Regions from separate parts of the Mus musculus genome. Here all the other regions are linked to region 1. The links are chromatin contacts, called in public HiChIP or PLAC-seq and promoter capture Hi-C maps. All regions are on one chromosome and are shown on one strand. The core of a region is the stretch at or near the end of the contact, and the rest is flanking DNA. Distances in the headings are between cores, read along the strand shown.

What was found. Promoter capture Hi-C pulls out the DNA fragments that hold promoters and counts their contacts. HiChIP or PLAC-seq counts read pairs in DNA pulled down with a chosen protein or histone mark.
Region 2: a contact with region 1 is called in an H3K27ac HiChIP or PLAC-seq map of microglia, with 5 times the contacts expected there. The contact joins the enhancer-like site here to the promoter of Zfp553 in region 1. A contact is called at or near these places in 4 of 115 datasets of contacts at active chromatin or transcription factors (embryonic hindbrain, forebrain, large pre-B cells and 1 more) and 1 of 9 other capture datasets (macrophages).
Region 3: a promoter capture Hi-C map of liver shows a contact between it and region 1, with 3 times the contacts expected there. The contact joins the promoter of Ctf1 here to the promoter of Zfp553 in region 1. A contact is called at or near these places in 1 of 39 promoter capture datasets (liver), 1 of 115 datasets of contacts at active chromatin or transcription factors (bone marrow-derived macrophages) and 2 of 9 other capture datasets (liver and pancreatic islet).
Region 4: a promoter capture Hi-C map of pre-B cells shows a contact between it and region 1, with 7 times the contacts expected there. The contact joins the promoter of Ypel3 here to the promoter of Zfp553 in region 1. A contact is called at or near these places in 13 of 39 promoter capture datasets (the 3T3-L1 cell line, the HPC-7 cell line, cranial neural crest and 9 more), 1 of 15 datasets of contacts at CTCF or cohesin (large pre-B cells), 1 of 484 Hi-C or Micro-C datasets (B cells), 18 of 115 datasets of contacts at active chromatin or transcription factors (the NIH/3T3 cell line, bone marrow-derived macrophages, craniofacial prominence and 11 more) and 3 of 9 other capture datasets (adipose tissue, liver and macrophages).
Region 5: a promoter capture Hi-C map of hippocampal neurons shows a contact between it and region 1, with 6 times the contacts expected there. The contact joins the promoter of Tlcd3b here to the promoter of Zfp553 in region 1. A contact is called at or near these places in 14 of 39 promoter capture datasets (3T3-L1-derived adipocytes, the C10 cell line, the HPC-7 cell line and 10 more), 6 of 484 Hi-C or Micro-C datasets (B cells, the G1E-ER4 cell line, bone marrow-derived macrophages and 3 more), 17 of 115 datasets of contacts at active chromatin or transcription factors (acute myeloid leukemia, bone marrow-derived macrophages, effector CD8 T cells and 12 more) and 3 of 9 other capture datasets (adipose tissue, liver and pancreatic islet).
Region 6: a promoter capture Hi-C map of pre-B cells shows a contact between it and region 1, with 4 times the contacts expected there. The contact joins the promoter of Doc2a here to the promoter of Zfp553 in region 1. A contact is called at or near these places in 10 of 39 promoter capture datasets (the C10 cell line, cranial neural crest, embryonic stem cells and 6 more), 1 of 15 datasets of contacts at CTCF or cohesin (embryonic stem cells), 2 of 484 Hi-C or Micro-C datasets (bone marrow-derived macrophages and pro-B cells), 6 of 115 datasets of contacts at active chromatin or transcription factors (bone marrow-derived macrophages, embryonic forebrain, embryonic hindbrain and 3 more) and 4 of 9 other capture datasets (adipose tissue, liver, macrophages and 1 more).
Region 7: an H3K4me3 HiChIP or PLAC-seq map of embryonic stem cells shows a contact between it and region 1, with 9 read pairs. The contact joins the promoter of Zfp629 here to the promoter of Zfp553 in region 1. A contact is called at or near these places in 1 of 484 Hi-C or Micro-C datasets (urothelial organoids) and 2 of 115 datasets of contacts at active chromatin or transcription factors (bone marrow-derived macrophages and embryonic stem cells).

What each region holds. Positions count from the first base shown.
Region 1 is chr7:127,231,797-127,234,325 of GRCm38.p6, reverse strand. It overlaps Zfp553 (zinc finger protein 553), which reads right to left and starts at 1,265. Exons shown (of 2, transcript NM_146201.2): 1 at 840-1,265. It overlaps Gm4532 (predicted gene 4532), which reads left to right and starts at 1,196. Exons shown (of 1, transcript NR_030674.1): 1 at 1,196-1,908. It also overlaps a transcript of Septin1 not described here.
Region 2 is chr7:126,745,020-126,747,548 of GRCm38.p6, reverse strand. No RefSeq gene overlaps it. Among named protein-coding and RNA genes, the nearest start is that of Mapk3, 13 kb to the left of the region's middle. Within about 2 kb of position 1,263, at least 99 of the 459 cell types and tissues checked have an H3K27ac peak or open chromatin away from gene starts, as enhancers often do. A contact at or near this core is called in macrophages and microglia, where this site is marked.
Region 3 is chr7:127,711,431-127,713,959 of GRCm38.p6, reverse strand. It overlaps Ctf1 (cardiotrophin 1), which reads right to left and starts at 1,257. Exons shown (of 3, transcript NM_007795.2): 1 at 1,181-1,257; 2 at 1-35. The coding sequence starts at 1,205.
Region 4 is chr7:126,775,696-126,778,224 of GRCm38.p6, reverse strand. It overlaps Ypel3 (yippee like 3), which reads right to left and starts at 1,262. Exons shown (of 5, transcript NM_025347.3): 1 at 1,122-1,262; 2 at 272-454; 3 at 128-171. The coding sequence starts at 388.
Region 5 is chr7:126,822,045-126,824,573 of GRCm38.p6, reverse strand. It overlaps Tlcd3b (TLC domain containing 3B), which reads right to left and starts at 1,271. Exons shown (of 5, transcript NM_029978.1): 1 at 362-1,271. The coding sequence starts at 486.
Region 6 is chr7:126,846,287-126,848,815 of GRCm38.p6, reverse strand. Doc2a (double C2, alpha) reads right to left here and starts at 1,263. Exons shown (of 11, transcript NM_010069.1): 1 at 784-1,263; 2 at 1-401. The coding sequence starts at 230.
Region 7 is chr7:127,614,012-127,616,540 of GRCm38.p6, reverse strand. Zfp629 (zinc finger protein 629) reads left to right here and starts at 1,269. Exons shown (of 3, transcript NM_001362196.1): 1 at 1,269-1,458.

The DNA of each region.
Region 1 (2,529 bases), core at 16-2,515:
CCCTCTCTGCGGTCCCATAAATCATCCCAGCACTGAATGCCATCGGGTTTGAGAGAAGTGTTTCCTACTTGGAGGAAACCCTACCCTGGGCCGAGTTTCTAACTATCTACTCAAGCCTGTGTTATATTACAGTATTTCAATTTAGAAAACCTAGTATATGGTCTTTTGATCGAATTTCTGTGGGTTTTTTTTTTTTCTTTTTTTTCCTCCAGTTTTTGAGACTGTCTTACTGTACTGCCCAGACTGGATCTGAATTCTCCACTCCATTGGCTCTATCCTGGTAACTTCTACGATCTTGTATAAACTTACTTCCCTACAGATAAACAGATATGGGGTGTAGGAGAGAAAAAACAAAGTAGCAATGATTGTAACTGCGGGTTCGGAATAAACCTGCTGCCACAAGAGGCAAGAGATAAGTCAAGGACCGGCATTACTCTGCAGCAAAAACAACGGAAAGGAACGCGGTTATTTGGAAAAGGATACTGAGACTACTCTGAGCACGCAAGGTCTGTACTTAACACTAGAGCTTTTAAATTAATAAAAATAAGAAAGCCAGGGAAGGTTTTGAGAAGGCAGCCAGTATTAGAGCTGGATTTACAGCAGAACGCATGCAGAGAAAGAGCACCAGAGATTACAATTGAGCCTGGAGGCCTGCAGTAGGGCTGAGTGAAGGGGGAGGGGAGAGCGTTAGGGAGGATGCCCCTCACGGCCTGGCACACAGTAGGTGTTGGCTTCTTCCCTTCGGATTTTGCTGCCCCTTCGCCCACGTCCGACTTTCCTGGGCCCTGGGTCCCCAAGCATCCATTACCTTCCTGTGCGATGCGGACCGCCGCCCTCACCTGTACCGATGGCTCTCAGCCGCTTTCAAGTCCTCTGTACCGCGAAGCTCGGCGCCCCAGGGCTGTGCAGCGCGCTGCACCGTCGGCCCACGACCGGGACGCGGCCCCGGTGAGTCCGAGGGCACCTGCCGCCCCGTTCCCCTCGGTACAACAGGAACCCAGCAGCCAGCCGCACGGGTACGGGCTCCACGCCACGCCAGGAGGGGGCTCGGCCCACGTCCCGGGCGCCGCTGGGCGGGACGGGAAGCGGAAGCACGGGCCTCGGCGAGCTGCTCTAGGACCCGGAGGAGCCGCGGGCTCGGCGGCGGCGGCGGCGGCGTGGACCAGTTCTAGCCGTGCCCTGCGGCGCTAGCGGCGTGCCTCCTCGGATGGACAGCTGGCACGGCGGAGCCGGACTGCCCGCGCGGGACAACCAGGAAGGAGCCCAGGAATGGAGTGGCAGACAAAGGGAAACAGAGAGCCGGCGGGCGGGGCGGGGCGCCGAGGCGGGGGAAACAAAGCCCAGCTCGGAGTGGGGGCTGGGCCGGGGCAGGCAGGTCGAGCTGGAGCCTGCCAAGTTCTAGCCTGAGAGTCACGAGTCGGGGCACTGTCGGCGAGAGACGATGCTCGGGGACAGGACCTAGAGACTGGGTACCAGAGACAAAGAGATGTAGAAACAGATAAGAACCGTCAAGTCACCCTAATGGAATCAGGGGCCCTAAGAGGCGGAGAGCCTGGAGAGAAACGGGCGGGAGACAGAACAAAGGACGACAGGCGGAGACAAAGGTAGAAAAACAAAGAAAGGCTTTGCAAAGGCCAAGCCCAGGGAGGGACTGAAGAATAAACCCTGCCTCCATCTTGCTGGAGTCACGTTCCAAAGGATCCAGGCCCTAGAAGCATAACCCCGGCATCTTATGTTGTAGGCAGGTTTTCCTTTATAGAGGTGAGTACCCAGAGGCTTCCGTCCTGCCACTAAAGCGAGTGCTAACGGGGTTTTTATTAATTCGTTATGTTTTAGCAGTACATAATGTTATTTGTATTATATTAGATTTGTCAATAAAGCAGAAGTTAGAGATAAAGTTAAACCATGCATCGTCTGTCCCTTGAGTGCGGTCAGTTTTTGTGGGGTTTTTTGTTTTGTTTTTTCGAGACCGGGTTTCTCTGTATAGCCCTGGCTGTCCTGGAACTCACTTTGTAGACCAGGCTGGCCTCAAACTCAGAAATCCACCTGCCTCTGCCTCCCGAGTGCTGGGATTAAAGGCGTGCGCCACCACGCCCGGCTAGAGTGCGGTCAGTTTTTTTAAAAAAAATCATACAAGGCGTGGAGAACTGGGCCAGTGGCATGCCTCAGTGGGAAAAGGGGATTGTCCGCAAGCTTGACAACCTGAGTTCTCTCCAGGGAACCTGTGTGGTGGAAAGGAGAGTGCACGTTGTCCTGTGACCTCCACATGCACTGGTGCAATGTGCCCCCCAAATTTTAAAAATTCTAACTAACTTAAAAAAAAAAATTGGTTGGTCCTGTTAATCCCAAAGCAGGGAGGAGAAAGACCACTGACCCAAATTATCATGCCCAATTAAAGCAAGCTTTGTTACTCTTCTACACGAGATGCCTGCCCCTAAGATGGATTCAAAGGTCAGTATTGAACTAGGGAAAAATAAGGGTTTTATAGCTCGAGGGGGTTGGGGGGGTCCAAACTGGGGATTTGGCAGG
Region 2 (2,529 bases), core at 14-2,513, 490 kb after region 1:
TTTCTATGTGCCTTTGGCTAGCCTTGAACTCACTATGTAGTCCAGGCTTGCCTCAAACTCAGATTCTCATTCCTCTGCCAAGTGCTGGGATTAAAGGATAAGCCACCGTGCCCTGCCCGATTATTCTAGTGTTTCTGTTTTTTTCTAGTCCTCAAAGCTAGTCTTGAACTTGCTATGTTGCTGAGGATGCCTTTGAACTCCTGACCCTCACAGTTGTGTTTTGAGACAGGGCCTGATAAATCACCCAGAATTCTCTTGCGTAGCCCTGAGTCCAGGCTGGCTTGGAAGCTGTGTTTCTCTTTACTCCGTTTCCCGGGTAGCTGGAATTACAGGCCTGTGGCCGCAGGCCCAGCTTCTATGGTAGGTTTTGAAATCAAGTCTCCCTATGTAGTCCAAGCTAGCTCTCAATGTCCAGCTTCCCTGCCTCTGCCCCTTAGGTGCCAGCATTACAGGTGTGCAGCACCACACTTGCTTGGCTGATGTTGAAACTGTTGGGTAGCCACCAACCGTGGCTCGAGTTTCCTTGTGTCATCTGAATTTCCCAAAGGACTTTGTCACTTTCTGAGATCAAGGCCCAAAGCAAACAAAGGCCCAGAGGTTCCCTGTCAGCAGTATGGTAATGCTGCGGTGGGGGGACAGGGAAGGGAACTTCACTTAGTTCATGCAACTTCCTGCTGTTCCTGCCCTGCACGCAGACGGCCACAGGGAGACTGATGCCAGAATTCACGGCTAACTCATTCCAGATCATTTACAAGCGCAAGGTAGAACGGCATTGATCATTTGCAGTATGTTCTTTTTTTCAAACCGCTCACTCAACAGTTGTCTACAATGACTGCAAGGCTGCACACAGCTTCTGTTGGACTCTAGAGGGAGAACGGGATCCAAGTCTGTGGTCTAGACCTCCTTGATGGAGTTAGAGCCCTTCTCCTCCTCCCCGAGGATTTCATTTCCTCATGACTACTCTCTCTCTCTCTCTCCCTCTCTCTTTCTCTCTGTTGTTAGTTTGCTCTCCTCCTCTTCCTCCTTTCTTCAAACATCATCCCAGCAGCTGCTTCGCCACCCCTTTGCCATCGACTCCAGCCCCTAACTGCAACCTTAAGTCATTTTAACCCTGAGCATCTTCTTCTGGATGCAAAGACAAACAAGATGAAAGTAGTGAAGCTCTGCTTCCTCTTGGTCATCTGCCGCTGCTGTTACACCACCCACCCTAGGCACTGCGTCGGTCTCTTCCTTCTTCCAAATATAGCTGTGGCCTTTTCGCTGCTGGTTTTGTAATCTCAGCTCAGTCCACTTGCAGCCATCCCAATGCTGTCTGTACACGTTAGAGCAGCCGAGTGTGTGTGTGCGCGTGCGCGTGTGTGTGCTGCATGTGCGTGTGTGTGCTGCATGTGCACAAGTGGAGATCAGTTCTTTCCTTCTGTTCCATAGGGTCCAGATATTGACCGTGGGTCCTCAAGCTTGTCCACAGAGCCCTTACCTGTTGAGCCAATTCTCTGACCTTCTCCACCTTCTTTCAAGGCAAGGTCTTGCTCTGCAGCCTGGGGTGGTCTTGAACTTGTGATCTCCTGCTTCTTCTTCACCAGTGCTGGGACTGGTGCCATTATGCCCAACTTCTTTTTAATCAGAGGATTTCCTGTCTGCTCCTTTAATCCCTTGAAGCCCTCTTCCTGTGGCATCTCCATCAATATCCTAAAGGATGAGAGAGAGACATTTTGCTTTTCTCATTGGATAGTCTTGAAATATATGTGTGTATGTATATATATATATATATATATATATATATATATAATATATATATGTATGTATACATATATGTGTGTGTATGTATATATATATTAGTACAACATTGGAACAGGGTCATAATTAACTTAGTGTCCTTTGATCAATGTAGTATTCTTTTTTTAAAAATTTATTTATGTATATATTTATTACATGTAAGTACTCTGTAGCTGCCTTCAGACACTCCAGAAGAGTGGCATCAGATTTCGTTATGGATGGTTGTGAGCCACCATGTGGTTGCTGGGATTTGAACTCAGGACCTTTGGAAGAGCAGTCGGCGCTCTTAACCGCTGAGCCATCTCACCAGCCCCAATGTAGTATTCTAAGAGTTACAGACGTTCTCTGGTTTACTCTATGTACATTAATATACAACTACACACTTTCCCCATAGCATTTAGTTTAGTTATCCATCTCTGTACAAAACCCCACCATAAAGCATGTGTGCTGGTGTATGCCTGCATCCTGGCACTGGGGAGGCAAGCGTGTGCACAGCCTGGGCTACATAGGGAAACCCCATCTCAGAAACAAATAAGCCAATGCATACTTCTAATCTCAGCACTCCATTACAGGCTGAGGCAGAAGGATACGGTGTGGTCTACATAGAGAAACAGAAGTAGAAACAAAACAAAACAAAATCCCCACATTTCATAGCATAAAACAACACTCCTGGTGCGCCTTGGTTCTTTCTGTGGGTGGAGCTTAGAAAGAACAGAACAGAAACACTACACTTTGCCTCACCCCCAGCCTCAG
Region 3 (2,529 bases), core at 8-2,507, 480 kb before region 1:
TAGGAATGAGATTGAGGAGTCAGTCTGGTGGTCTTCTGGTGGGAAAGAGAAGGAAGTGAGAGGTTATAAAGGCAACCAAACCCCACTCCTTAACCATCTTTCCCAAGCTGGCTCTCCCTGAACCCAGAGTCTCTGCTCTGGATGCTAATATTCAACCTACGAAGAATCTGCCCCATCCCAGGCACCAGATCTCCACCAAGCAGTTTCTCTACATAGATGTCTCTCCTGTCCTCAGGTCACTATTGAAATACTACTAGGACCAAATTCAAATACCTCCTTCTTAGTGCTGCCTCCAAGTTCTCCCTATTCTCAAATCAATTTCTTCCTTCCACTTTAGGGAATTTGTTCATACTTCCAAAGTAGCTTCTTTTATCCGTGTGAATCTGTCTGATCCTGAGACTCCTCACTCTACATCACCGATACTATCCAGAAACTCTTTAAGGTCAAAGTTCACATATCTTTGGATTTCTCCAACTCTTGTTTGAATTCAGTCAGCATCTCTGAAGCACTGAACGCGCCTTTCCGGCCCCTTGTACAGATAGAGAAACCGAAGACCTATTCCCTTCATGTTGCTCCTATGTGACCTGCTAGGCTCAGCAGCATCAATGAATCAACGACAGGATGGCCTTCCCTGTTTAGAGGGTGGTGCCACGGGAAGCCGACTACATTTCCCAATATGTATGTTGCCGGGACCCCAATGCATGCTGGGGAATGTAGTCCTGACCCGACAATCCCCTCCGTCGGAGTTTCCCACCGCCAGCCGAGATCTCCGAAGCCTGTATTTTGAGCTCTCGTCACTTGTAGCTTCTTCGAAGATCAAAGACTTCCTTAACTCGGCCTCTCCCTCCAGTCTTTCAGCTTTGACTCTTTCCTAATTCTCAAGAAGCACTATTATCCTGTTCCAACCCGACCCCAGCCCCTTTTCAGGGTGTACTCACCCATATATATTCGGTGATCTAACCCCTGAACCCAAGGCCCTGAAGCCTCAATTCCTTGCGCCTGCTCTTTCTCCCAACTCACCCGCTGGTTACCTGACACCGGCGTCTCCTCTCCCCCGCCCAGGCCGTTCCCCTCCCAGACTTGGGGGTGGGGTGGTGCTGACAGACATCCAAACCCCAGCTTTCGATCCCCCCGACTCCTATTCACCAAGGACACAGGATCAAGTCATTCAACCCCTTACCCAGACTTCCCTCCCTCTGGCTCATGCTGGCCCCAGGCTTATCCAGGTTCCCTCAACACACCCCTCCGGGGGAGGAGGAGGGGAGGGGGAAAAAGGGGGAAAGGGCTAGGGGCGTGGCTCGGGCTCGGCCAATCATAGTTCAGACCCCAAATATTTCCTTCCCACCATTACTTTCAGTCAAAATTCCTTGGCCCAGAGCTCAGTAACCGGCTTGTGAGCTTAGACTGGGAAGGGGCCAGAATTGGGAGGCAGGTGTTGGCACAGTGAATGGGAACTTGGGCCTTTAAGGCAGTTCTGTGTCCTGTTGGGAGGAGACTCAGGCTCAGACCTGAGGTAGAGCCTGTTTATTGGCTGCTTTGGAGGGAAAAGCTGGGAAACCTGAGAGGAAAGGTGCAAGGCTGGCAGGAGAAGAATGCAGGCAGGACTTCCTTTTTGGGGAAGACAAAGAGAGGCCAGGGAAGCCTTGTTTAGATTAGGGTCCACCTAAGGCACGCACCCCCTGGTCTAGTTATCTTAAATGCCTTCTAATTTCTCTGTCACACTGATCAGAAGTGAGACTGTTCCTCACCTTACCGTTAGAGACCCTCGCACGCACACATCTGTGTGTGTACTAAGGCATTCAGACCCAGCCTTCTACACAGGCAAGCACGAGCTTCAGGGAGGTCACACCCGAACAGCAACTCATTAACGTTGGGGTAGACACGGAAAGGACTGGACACACTTGCCTCTATAATTGGTTCCCAAGCACCTACTCTTGTCTTTGGCTCTGGCACAGAGAGGACCCAGATGATGAGGCGTCAGATGAAGGAGTATAGGCATATATTTTTTTTCTTTTTGCAACCTACTTTTAATAAACGTTTAACCTCTCCTCTTGCCCACCACCCATGAGAGGCAGTGGAAGAGAAAAGTTGTTAGAATATGGGGGAGGTGGACCTTCTCAGCAATAGTTCTTTGGGGGGCAAGCTTGGTCTCCTTTGTCAGCAGTTCAGTCCCATAGCAAACACCAAACACTCAGCAGCTACAGTCCAGTCCTCTAGGCAGGCAGACGCCATGCACAAACCAGCAGCTGTAGTTTAATCCTGAAGAAACTGCAAGGCTCACCAACTGGCCCAAGGCCACTGAAGCAGCAGCTGCCACAGGAACCTCAGGAGCAGCTCTTGGCTGGGTTTCTCTCAATGGTGGTGTAACCACAAGTTGAGCTCAACAACAGTATGTAAGGTGAACCAATACACTCGTGTTCTTAGGGAAGTACAGCAAGGCGGAGCAAACCACACCAATGCTCAGTGTCCCACTGACCCTGGGGTCACATTTCTACTCCTTCATCATGGGACCTTTCACCTGTGTCTGCT
Region 4 (2,529 bases), core at 13-2,512, 460 kb after region 1:
TAGCCTCTAAGAGGAGCCTGATCATGGCTTCCTGTCAGAAACAAGGGACTCTGGGAATATCAGCATACCAGGGAGTCACAGGTCACAACAGAGGTCAGGAAAAGAAAGGAAGGAGATGAATACTCACACAGAGTTGAAGAGGTAGGCACGTCCCTGACTGCCCTGGAAGGACTGGAGGGTAGTGGGGAGACGAGAGGAGGGGGTTAGGGCTATTGGTGGGGAGTTGCCAGGCAGCCCATTGCCATTCTAGACTAAAATGTGACCTGCTTACCTTGGAGATGAGGTCGTCGTGGTTGGCCAGGTGAGCACGGCAGTGGGCACAGCTATACCTCCGGTGACAGTCATCCAAGTAGGCCTGAAACGTCTTGGGCTTTGAAATCCGCACCATGGCGGGGGCCAAGGGCAGTGGCCCCACGCGGGGAGCGGCCCACGGGGAGCAGAGGGAGCCCAGTGCCTGCCAGGAAGGAGAGGTGGACGATCAGGACTAAGGCCACACACATGTAGACAAGCCCAGAACTATGGGGACTCTGTCACACTTGGCTGCTCTCTCCTTTCCCTAGAGCCAGCAGTCTCACCAGGGACCAGAGTCATCTCAGTTTTGACTCACTGAGGAGGCCTCAGGTTGCATCAGCGGGTAAACTGAGGCTAGGAGGAGCTCTAGGTGAGTCACCCACCAGCTTCTGGCCTCACCCCTGCTGAGCTGGCATCTGAACTGGCATCTGAAACGTGAAGAAGGGGCTTCAGAGTGGATGGGCTGCCAGTTTTCAGTTTTGAGGAATGGGGGGGGGGGGCAGAAACTGACTGGTCCTTGGGACCCTAGTTGGACTAGTGATAGGGCAAATGTGGGGTATATGGAGTTCGCTTGGGGAAAGGGTCTCTCACCTGGAGGAGGCAGGCCTCCCCAAAGGAAGAGGGTCCCCTAGAGAGAGGAGGGGTTTTTACCTGCAGGCGCTGAGCCTCATCTCCGCCGAGGGGAATCTTACCTGCATCGCCAAGCCTTACCTGAGACCCCGGGGCTCACCTGGGGCGAGGGGATGGGGGCGTGCGCGGGGGAAGGGGCAGTCCTCGCTTGCGGGGCGGGGGCGCGGGGCAACGCGCAGAGACGTCGGTCCAGGCCTCACCTCGCCTGGGCGCGTGGAGGGCCCGGTCCGCGGGGTGGCCTGGCCTGGGAGTGGGGGGCGCTCCTGATGGGCGCCGTCCCCCCCGGCCCGGTTCACAGCCGCCTCGACTTGTTTACACCGAGACCAGCTGCTGCCGCGGCTGCGGCGGGAGGGGGAGGGGGCCGGCCTCCTGTCCCGGCGGCCTTCGTGGCCAATCGGAGCGCCTCATGCAAATGAGGGGGCGCGTCATACGGCGGCCAGCGCAGGCTGGGCTGCCCTTCCCCCTGCTCCGGGCTCCCGCTAGCCGTCTCGCCCGGAAATGCGGCTACGACTTGCAGCCTAACCCAGAGGCTAACCCGGGCGTGATTGCACCTCTGCTGCTCTGCTATCTCGGGTGCTCAGAGACAAGGATCCTAACCCGGCATGGGGCTAATAAGAGCGTGTTATCTGTATGCAAACCCCTGGGAAATAGTCGTAATTGTCTTCGTTTATCCACAGACCACTGTCTCCATTTGACCAGTTTCCTGAGGCTTGGAGAAGAGATCCTCTCCAGAGATTATCCAGATGGTAAGAGTCAAAGTTGGAATTCACACTTTTCCCAAGCACGTGGAACAGATTGTTAGAAGGGAACTAAAGGTGTCCTTCTATTAGACTCCCAGGAACCAACGCTTTAAAAATCTCTACTGCTGAGCATCATCTGCTCCAGGCATTCTCTGGTATGCCTGACCTCGAGGTTTCTGTAGGTCTGACCCCAGTGAAAATGTCTGTTTAATCGTGTGTCTGGTATACTTAGACTTGTGTTCACTGCAGAGTCCCAGGAACCAGGCAGGCTTGAAAAGTGCTGCACTGGGAATATTTATTAAATGAACTCCAATGTTGGAGATCAGAAAGTGGACAGCAGGTACTGTGGGAGAGCCTGCGAGCTAATCCATGCCTGCCTGCTGCAGTACAGCTCAGCACATAAGGTGCCCAACATCAGTAACATGAGGAAATTCCGTCCCTTGCATATGCCTGGGTCTCTTAATGGTTTCAGGACAACCACTCATCTCTGAATCTCTAGAGTCTAGGTCCAGGACGCTTGGGCTAGCATGCTTTAGAGTGGAGGCCAAGCTGGCACAGGGTGTGGTGCCACTCTGCTGGGTCTGGAATGTAGTGGAACAAGTGGGCCAGCCTACTGACACCCCCAGGCTTTTATTTGCAGGGGTGTCAGTGGGCAGAGTCTCACTTTGTAGCCCTGGCATTATAACTCACAGAAATCCACCTGCCTCTGCCTTCCAAGTACTGAGGTTAAAGCCTAGGCCTAGCTCACCACAGGCTTTCTTGATCTCTCCTAAGATGCTATGTGCACTTGCTTGCAGTAAACTCTGAGCTGCATTCATGGTATGCAAGCCTTCTACCACCAACTTCCATCCCCAGCCGCTAATGCCAT
Region 5 (2,529 bases), core at 22-2,521, 410 kb after region 1:
CTTCCTGGCGGCCCTATTCTAGAGATATACAAGTTTCACTGTCTACTTTTCTACACCTTGACCCCCAAACACTAGCCCTGAAAAACACAGTCTTGCCCCTTGGCTTGCTCCTGGGTGTCTTGTGGGACTGTTTAGTCACATGCTGCCCTGCTTTAGAGGGAGGATAGGAAGGTGCTAAGGGAAGCAAGCTCAAGCTCAATAGTAGTCCAGATGGCTGGGTTTCAATGAGGTCCAAGGAGGGAAGGAAGCTTGGATGTAACCTACCCACCACTACTGAGCCCAGGGGCGTGCTGGGGTCCCTTCCCCATGAAGCCTGTTGGAGAGAGAGGGGCTGAACTCTCGGGGAAGGCATGCCATTTACCTGGCGGAGACAATGACTGCGTCGGCCTCCTCCCAGCGCAGCTGGGGCAGCCTCTGGAGCGTGTTCTTGGATAGGAGGAAGAGTCCGGGGAACACCACCCCCCCAGCCACCATTGGGGTAAGCATGGTGACTTGAACCCGGGCAGGGAGACCAGAGGGTCCAGAAGGGACAGGAAGGCCAAATTGAGGGAGGGAGTTGGAGGTGAAGAAGGGATTGCCAAGCCAGAAAGGGAGAGAGAAAGAGGGAGGGGGAGGCACAAAGGGGCCAGGGCGGGGACAGGATGGGACAAGAGGACCAGTTCAGGGCAAGGGAGAAAGGGACTTCAATGAGATTGGGGACACAGAAAGAAAGGGCTAGCTAGGTGGCGGGGGGGGGGGGGGGACGACAGAGCGCTGGTGAGAGGATGGGGAGAGACTACCAAGGGAGGACTTGATGAGAGGACCAAGAGGGAGAGGGGACAGGAGGAGGAAGATGCAGTGGGGGAGGGGAGGGAGAACCGCGGCAGGTGGGGGGGGGGCTTACGTGGAGAGGCTGGGAGGGCCCAAGGAGGCGGGGTGGGGGACGGTGGTGCCAGCCCTGAAAAAAGGGAGGGAGGAAAGGACGGAGCGGAGCGGAGCGGAGGCGCAGCTGGGCAAGCGGTCACCAGTCAACACCGCTCTCCCGCCACCACAGGCTACCACCTCCTCCTGCTGCTGCCGCTAGAGCCCCGCTGCCCTGTGCAGACACCGCACATGGCATTATAGAGTTGGTGCCCAGCCCCCTGCCCCCTCTGTGAGGAGGGGGAGGGGGAGGGGAAGCCACCAGCTTGGGGAGGGTGGGAGAGGGGGAGGGAAATGATGGCACCGACCAGACACCAAGAAACCGGACCTGCAGCAGCGTTGTCTCCCATGCAGCTCTGAGCCACAGCAGCGGCTGCGACAGAGATGGGGGGGGACAAGGAAAGAGGGAGGGGGAGGCCCTTAAAGAGACAGGAGCTGCAGTGCAGGGGGCTGCTGGGGACAAGGGCTTAGGGAAAGGATGGCTCTTCTCTTAAACCCCCCCCCCCCCCCGGACACCTCCACCTAGCAGGAGTACTGAGCCGCCTTTCCTGTCAGCACTTTAAAAATGTCTGGCATTTCCTTCTGCTGGTGCTTATAAACATAAATGGGTGTCCCTCAGTGGCCTGCAGGGATCTCAGCTTAGGGGTGCTCACTCCAGCCAAGAAGATTTCCTGAAGAAAGCAGCCTGAGTAGATGGTGTGTTCCCTGAAGGCACAGATAGGAACAAGCCATTTCACGGTGTCCTTCAGACCCACAGCCCCCTCCACCCCGCCCGTCCGCCTCTCCAGTCAGAGGGAGTGGAAACTACATCAGTCACCTCGCTTGCACTCCGACTCGCACCACAACGAGTCACTCCCTCAGGAGTGTGGCTCACTATTGTGACAGCCCAGGGGGAAATCTATGCTCCTATGCTCTTCAGAGGTCAGGGGATAGCCCTGAGGTGGGAGCCAAGGTTCCCCAAGATCAGAAAGTTAAGATGTGACAGGAACAGAGCTAAGTGGGAAGAGATGGCTGGCTGTCAGAGCCCTCCAGCATGGCTTTGATGGCTAGCACCAGGGCACTGGGAGACAGGAAGCAGTCATGTAGACCTGGTGGCACTCCAGGAGCAGGAGGATCACTCCTGGTAGCCAGCTTGGGCGACAGAGGAAGTGCTCGCCTGGGAGAGAGGGTTAGAAGGTGGGCTTGAAGAGCAGAGGGTGCTTGCTGCCTGGAAAACCCAGTGGAGTTATGGAAGCCGGGGCCCCTCCCTCAGGCCAATGGCCTCCTGGAGTCCCCTTTTCCTTGTTGCCTTGGTTCCCTGTCCTCGGCCACTCCTCAGAACAGTCCTGCTTACACAGAAGAGCCTGGTGGCTGGCTGACTCAACTTCCTCCTTTAATCCAAGGGGAAGAGCAGCCCCGTGCTTTGGCCAGGGTAATTTAGGCCTAGCACACAACTACTAATGCTCACTCTCACATGGCCTCTTAGAGCCTGGCCTTTCCCAAACCCATCTGTCCTTCAGACTTGTATATCATGGGGACTGACACCTCACTGTAGCTTGAGTTTCTCACTGACCCTGAGATGAGCCTACTTATCTACTGACAACTGACCTTTCCAGCCCACAGCCTACTCCCTCTGCGCCCTAGAGGAAG
Region 6 (2,529 bases), core at 14-2,513, 390 kb after region 1:
GTAGTGGCCCCAAGGAGAGCCGCAGGGGGGGCCAGAGCCAGAGGGGCCAGATGAGCTGGGGCTTCCCCGCAGCCCGTGCCACCGCCGCCGCCGCCACCCTCTGGTCCTGGCCCCCTGCGAGGGAAGTAGTCGGAGATCTGGCGGATGGGCCTGATGGGTCCAGGGCACACGTTGATGGCCATGTGCTCCTGGATGTTGATGGTCATGCGATCGCCCCTGCGGCCCCTCATGCAGCACCTCTGACTGGGAGACGGGTGTAGAGCTGGAGTGGCCGGCTGGGGTCTGTAGGAACCTCACTGCCCTCCCTTCCTGGGTGTCGAGGGAAAAGATGATCTGCGCTGGCTGGTGGGCAGGCAGGAGGCCTGGCTTCACAAAGGGCTGGGTGGGTTGCCAGATCAGTCCTAAAGCAGACAGGTCGTGACTCCCCCTTAACCCTGCTCACTACCTGCACATTGTCCCTCTGTCACCTTTCCAGGGTTTTCCTCTCATCCTGGGCTCTCCCTCTGTCCCCATCCCCTCAAGTCCTCCAGGGACCCCACAGCTTCCCTCCTTTGCTGCTTGCTCTGAAGCTCTGGCCATCTTCTGCACCAGGCGCGGGGCTGGCCAGGGTGTCACCCACCCCTCTAGGCTTCTCTTCACTCAGCCCAAGCTTCTGCCTGCCTGCCTGCCTGCCTGCCTATCCCTAACCCGGGTCATCCGTTCTCCCAAGGTAGGGACCCCCTGCCTCGTTTTCTCCGCCTCTCACCCTCACCCGCGCTCCCCTGGCCAGTCCAGCCCCCGCACCTGTCCCTGAGCCTCCAACAGGTGCCCGGCACGGGCGGCCCGTGGGCGCAGGCTGGGCGGCGGCGGCGACTGCGGCGCGGCGGGCGAGGACCGAGCGAGAAGCGGCGCGGGGCGGGAGTGGCGGGAGCTGCTGCGGGCGGCCGGGAGGGGCGCGGGGCGCAGAGGGCCAGACACGGGCCCCAGAACGCACGCGAGTGCACACTCGACACGTGTGCTCGTGCTCACGCCCGCCCGTGAGCCTTGGGCCAGCTCACACGCGTGCACACTCACCCGAGAACTTGGCGTGCACCTCCGCGAGAGGCGCCCGGTGTTCCCCAGCTCCTCCCGGGAGACCCAGGCCCCCGCCCCGCCGCGCAGCCCTGGCGCCTCCCGCTGCCCCGCCTCTCGCCTTCGCTGGCTCCCAGGGCTCCAGGGCCCGACCACCCGGCCTGGTTGCCATAGCGACGCTGGTTTCCACTCACACCCCCATCCTAGAAAGCACCAGAGGGGAAAGGAAAGGGCAGCTGTCCTACCCCTGGGTGTCCGTGGGTGTGGCTTAGAGATCCGCAGTGACCTAGGGACCCGCCGGCGAAAGAGGAGAGACCTGCTCCTGCCGCTCTGGGGAACCACATTCGGAAGAAGACTGGCTTTCCCATCCCTCCTTCCATCTTGTGATTCAACTCAGCCCTTAGAACCTAGGTCTCTTTATCAGACCCACATCTCCCACCACCCTCTGTCATCTCCAGTTCTGTCCCTCGAACCTTCAGTTACCACGAACTGCCTCCTGCCTCTCGCCACTAGCCTTCTGTCTTGTTTTTTAAATATCTTAATGGGCATTAGCCAGATGGGAAGCTTGGGTTGGCCTTGAACTCCTGACTCTCCTACCTCACTGGGATTACAGGCTGTGTGCTAACAGGAGGCTTCAACCCTAACCTTTGATTTTCTTGCGTCCTGAACTTACCTCCTGGAAAGACCAAATCCTCAGAGAGGCCCTTCAAGCCAAGAATCCCCTGGCCACAGCTGGCAAGTAACCTTCAGTTTCAGAGCATTGCCGCCACCTCTAGGATCCTTTGCTCCTGAAAACTGCCTTCCGGGTCATTACAGTCACCTGATCCTAGCAGTCTTCTGGAGTGCACACACACACACTCACACACACACACACACACACACACACACACACACACACTTATATCTCTCTATATTCCTCTATCCATAACCCTTAGACTCAGCTCTGATGACAGTTTAAATCTCCCTGTTTACAGCCGGGGAGTTGCGGCAGAGAACAGGGGCTGATTCATCTCGGACCGGCCTGACACTAAGTCAGCCTCACTAAATATTGGGACTCAACAGAGAAATTCTTCTGCCCAACATGTGACTATGCTTAATACTGACTAACTGTACACTTGAACATTGTCCAGGCCTGCGGCCCCTGGTACAGTGTATGATCCCTAACACCAAATAAAAAAGATAACATGGGCTGGGCATAGTGGCACACAATTTTAATCCCAGAACTCGGGAGGCAGAAGCAGGCGGATCTCTGAGTTCGATACCAGCCTGGTCTACAGAGTGAGTTCCAGAACAGCCAGGGCTACACAGAGAAACTGTCTCTGGAAAAAAAAAAGAAAGAAAGAAAAAGAAAAGATAACATGGTAGTCGTTACATGTAAATTTTACATGTTTGTATTTTAAAACTTTTTTAAAAGAATACTATAAAGTCACATTATATAACACAATACCAGTCACCTATGAAATGGGCAAAATTCAAGTC
Region 7 (2,529 bases), core at 20-2,519, 380 kb before region 1:
AAAAGCTGTAGAGACAACCCCTGATCCAGCTGTGGAGGACTCACATGAAGACCGAGCTATATACATCTGCTACATGTGTGGGGGAGGGGGGTTTGACCCAGCCAGTATATATTCACCTAGGTTGGTCTTAATTCATGGTGATTTTCCTGTGTCAGCTTGCAGTGCTAGAGTCACAGCTATTCACTCCCATACAGGGCTTGGAATTTATTTATTTATTTATTTATTTATTTATTTATTTATTTATTTATTTAAGGTTTGAAACGAGTCCTATTGTGCATCCCAGGCTGATCCTGAAGTCCAACTCTTGATTCTCCTGCCTCAGCCTACTAATGGCTGAAGATTACAGGTGGTGTGCTTAGCTACTATGGAACTTTTTGAGGGTAGAATGTTCAATTGTTCAACTCTGGTCTCCTCACACCTGGGTTCATTGAAAACTGTGGCCTCGAACTTTACCTCACATCTCATGTCTTGATTAATTTGCCTTGTAAAATGGGGATGATTCTAAGTCCTCTCTCAGGATGTGGTGGGGAGAAAATGAGACACAAGCAGGAACAGTTTGGGAGCCCTGTGAGGTTCCTTGTTTAGAAACAGGGTCTCGCTAGGTAGCCTGGAGCTATGTGGGCCACGAATATTTTGAACCTTCAGGTCCTCCTGCCTCTGTCTCCCAAGCAACGGAATTACAGGAATTCACCACTACTTCTTGCTCCCTAAGTTTATGGAAGGATTGCCCTGCAGTGAGTTGCATACCTTACCACCGAGCTGCTGGGAAGGGGTAATGCTTGCCTACCTTGTCAGTTTCTTCCTCCAGGGAGACCTGACCACCGGTGGGGGGGTGAGAGGTGGGTAAGAGGGTCCGTAGCGCTGGGTAGCCTTGCCTGGCCCATTAGCTTCTGCTCTTACCGCTAGGTCAGCCCACCCAACCTTTGCTTTCACCTCCTAATCACCAACCCAGGCATACCAGCCCCAGTCCTGGGTGAGTCCAAACAAAGGCGGGTCTCAGGGGACCCGCGGCGGCCGAATCTGAGATCAGCTTAACTGAGCGGCTGGCAGAGTCTTTGGAGAGAATGGCCAGAAATCCGAAGACCTTCGCCGGCCTCTGAGCTCCCCCAAAAGCTGATCTTCCGTGATTCCACTAGACACTGGGAGAGGGGCGTCATCAGCCACCTCCTTGCTTCCATACCCACCCCCTCATTTTTTCCCAGGCTGTGGGAGGCAAAGGGTTAAATCCCATAGAGCTGATGTTCTGACTCCAGGCTAGAGGGGCCCGGGAAGCTGGGGTCACTTCCTGCTCCGTCCCAGTCACCCTGAACTGGTCCCCGGGTCCTCAGCCTGGAATCACCCCTTGAGAAGGACCCTAGAGTTCCCGGCATCTAGCCCGTCCCCCGAGGCAGGGCACTTAAGGGGTTAAGTCCCCTGGGGCTGGCCTCTGCCTTTCGGCTTTTCCCAGACCCCAGAGCCGTGAGTTGGGGCCGCCTGGGTTCCCGGGGTGGCCTGGAGGCCCGGGACAGCCGCCGGGGAACAATAGGGCCAAGGAGGCGGCGACGGGCGAGGGGCGCAGGCCGGGCCCGGGGCGGCGGGGGACGGCGGCCGGGGGATTGTGAGAACCGCGCGGGGACCGCCGTGGGGGAGGGGAGGCGCGCGCGCCCAGAGAGCGAGTCCGGCCGGGGGCGGCGAGGCGGCCGCCGCTCTCCCGGAGCCGGGCAGCCTGGGCGTCCGCGGCGGGGAGGGAACGCCGGCGGCTCGCCTGGGCTTTGGGAGCCGGGGACAGGGTGGGTGCTCCCGGCCGGAGGCGCTCAAGTCTTGGTCCGCCGGGGTGCGGGGGGCGGCGTCGAGGGCGGTCCCGCTGCCTCCTGGTCAGGGTCACCCTGGGCCGCGCGCACCTCCGCGGGAAGGCAGCCGTCTCCGGCAGTCCTTCCCGCCTCGGTCCTCTGGGGGTCGTCCGGGGCAGGAGGCTGGCGCTCTTGGGCCTGGGCTGGTTCCCAGTAGTAGTCGCCTCGCAGTCTTTGCTACTTCTTGCATGTGGCCTGGTTATTAACTCTTTCCCTTCTACGGTAGGCCCTTGAGTTTTAAGTTTCTCTGTCCAAGTATCTAAGCTCCTACCTGTTCTCGGTCAGCTCAGCAGGGTAACCTTCTCCTCTCCGGGGGGCCCCCATCTCTCCCTAAAAACACTTAGAGATAGGGGATGGCTAACTCACTTCTCGGCTGCATTAGCAGTTGGTCAGCTGTCCATTGCTTCACCTGCTTCACACCCCAGCTACCTCTTGGTGAGCTTTGTCCTCTTTGTCCCTGTGCACAAAGTACCTATGCACACTGTCACCCCGAGGGTAGATTATTCCAGGGATTCCGTTAGATGTCAGCGCCCTCCTGCAGCCCTGTTCTCTCTCCTGGGGATCACCCCCGGGATTTTGAGTGACAGATATGACTCCTTCCCCTGGGGGCTCACTCTGACGAACTTATGTCACTTTTCTGACATCGATCTGCAAACTGATCTTAAAAGACACTGAACAAGATAGGCTGGCTTTCTGGGAG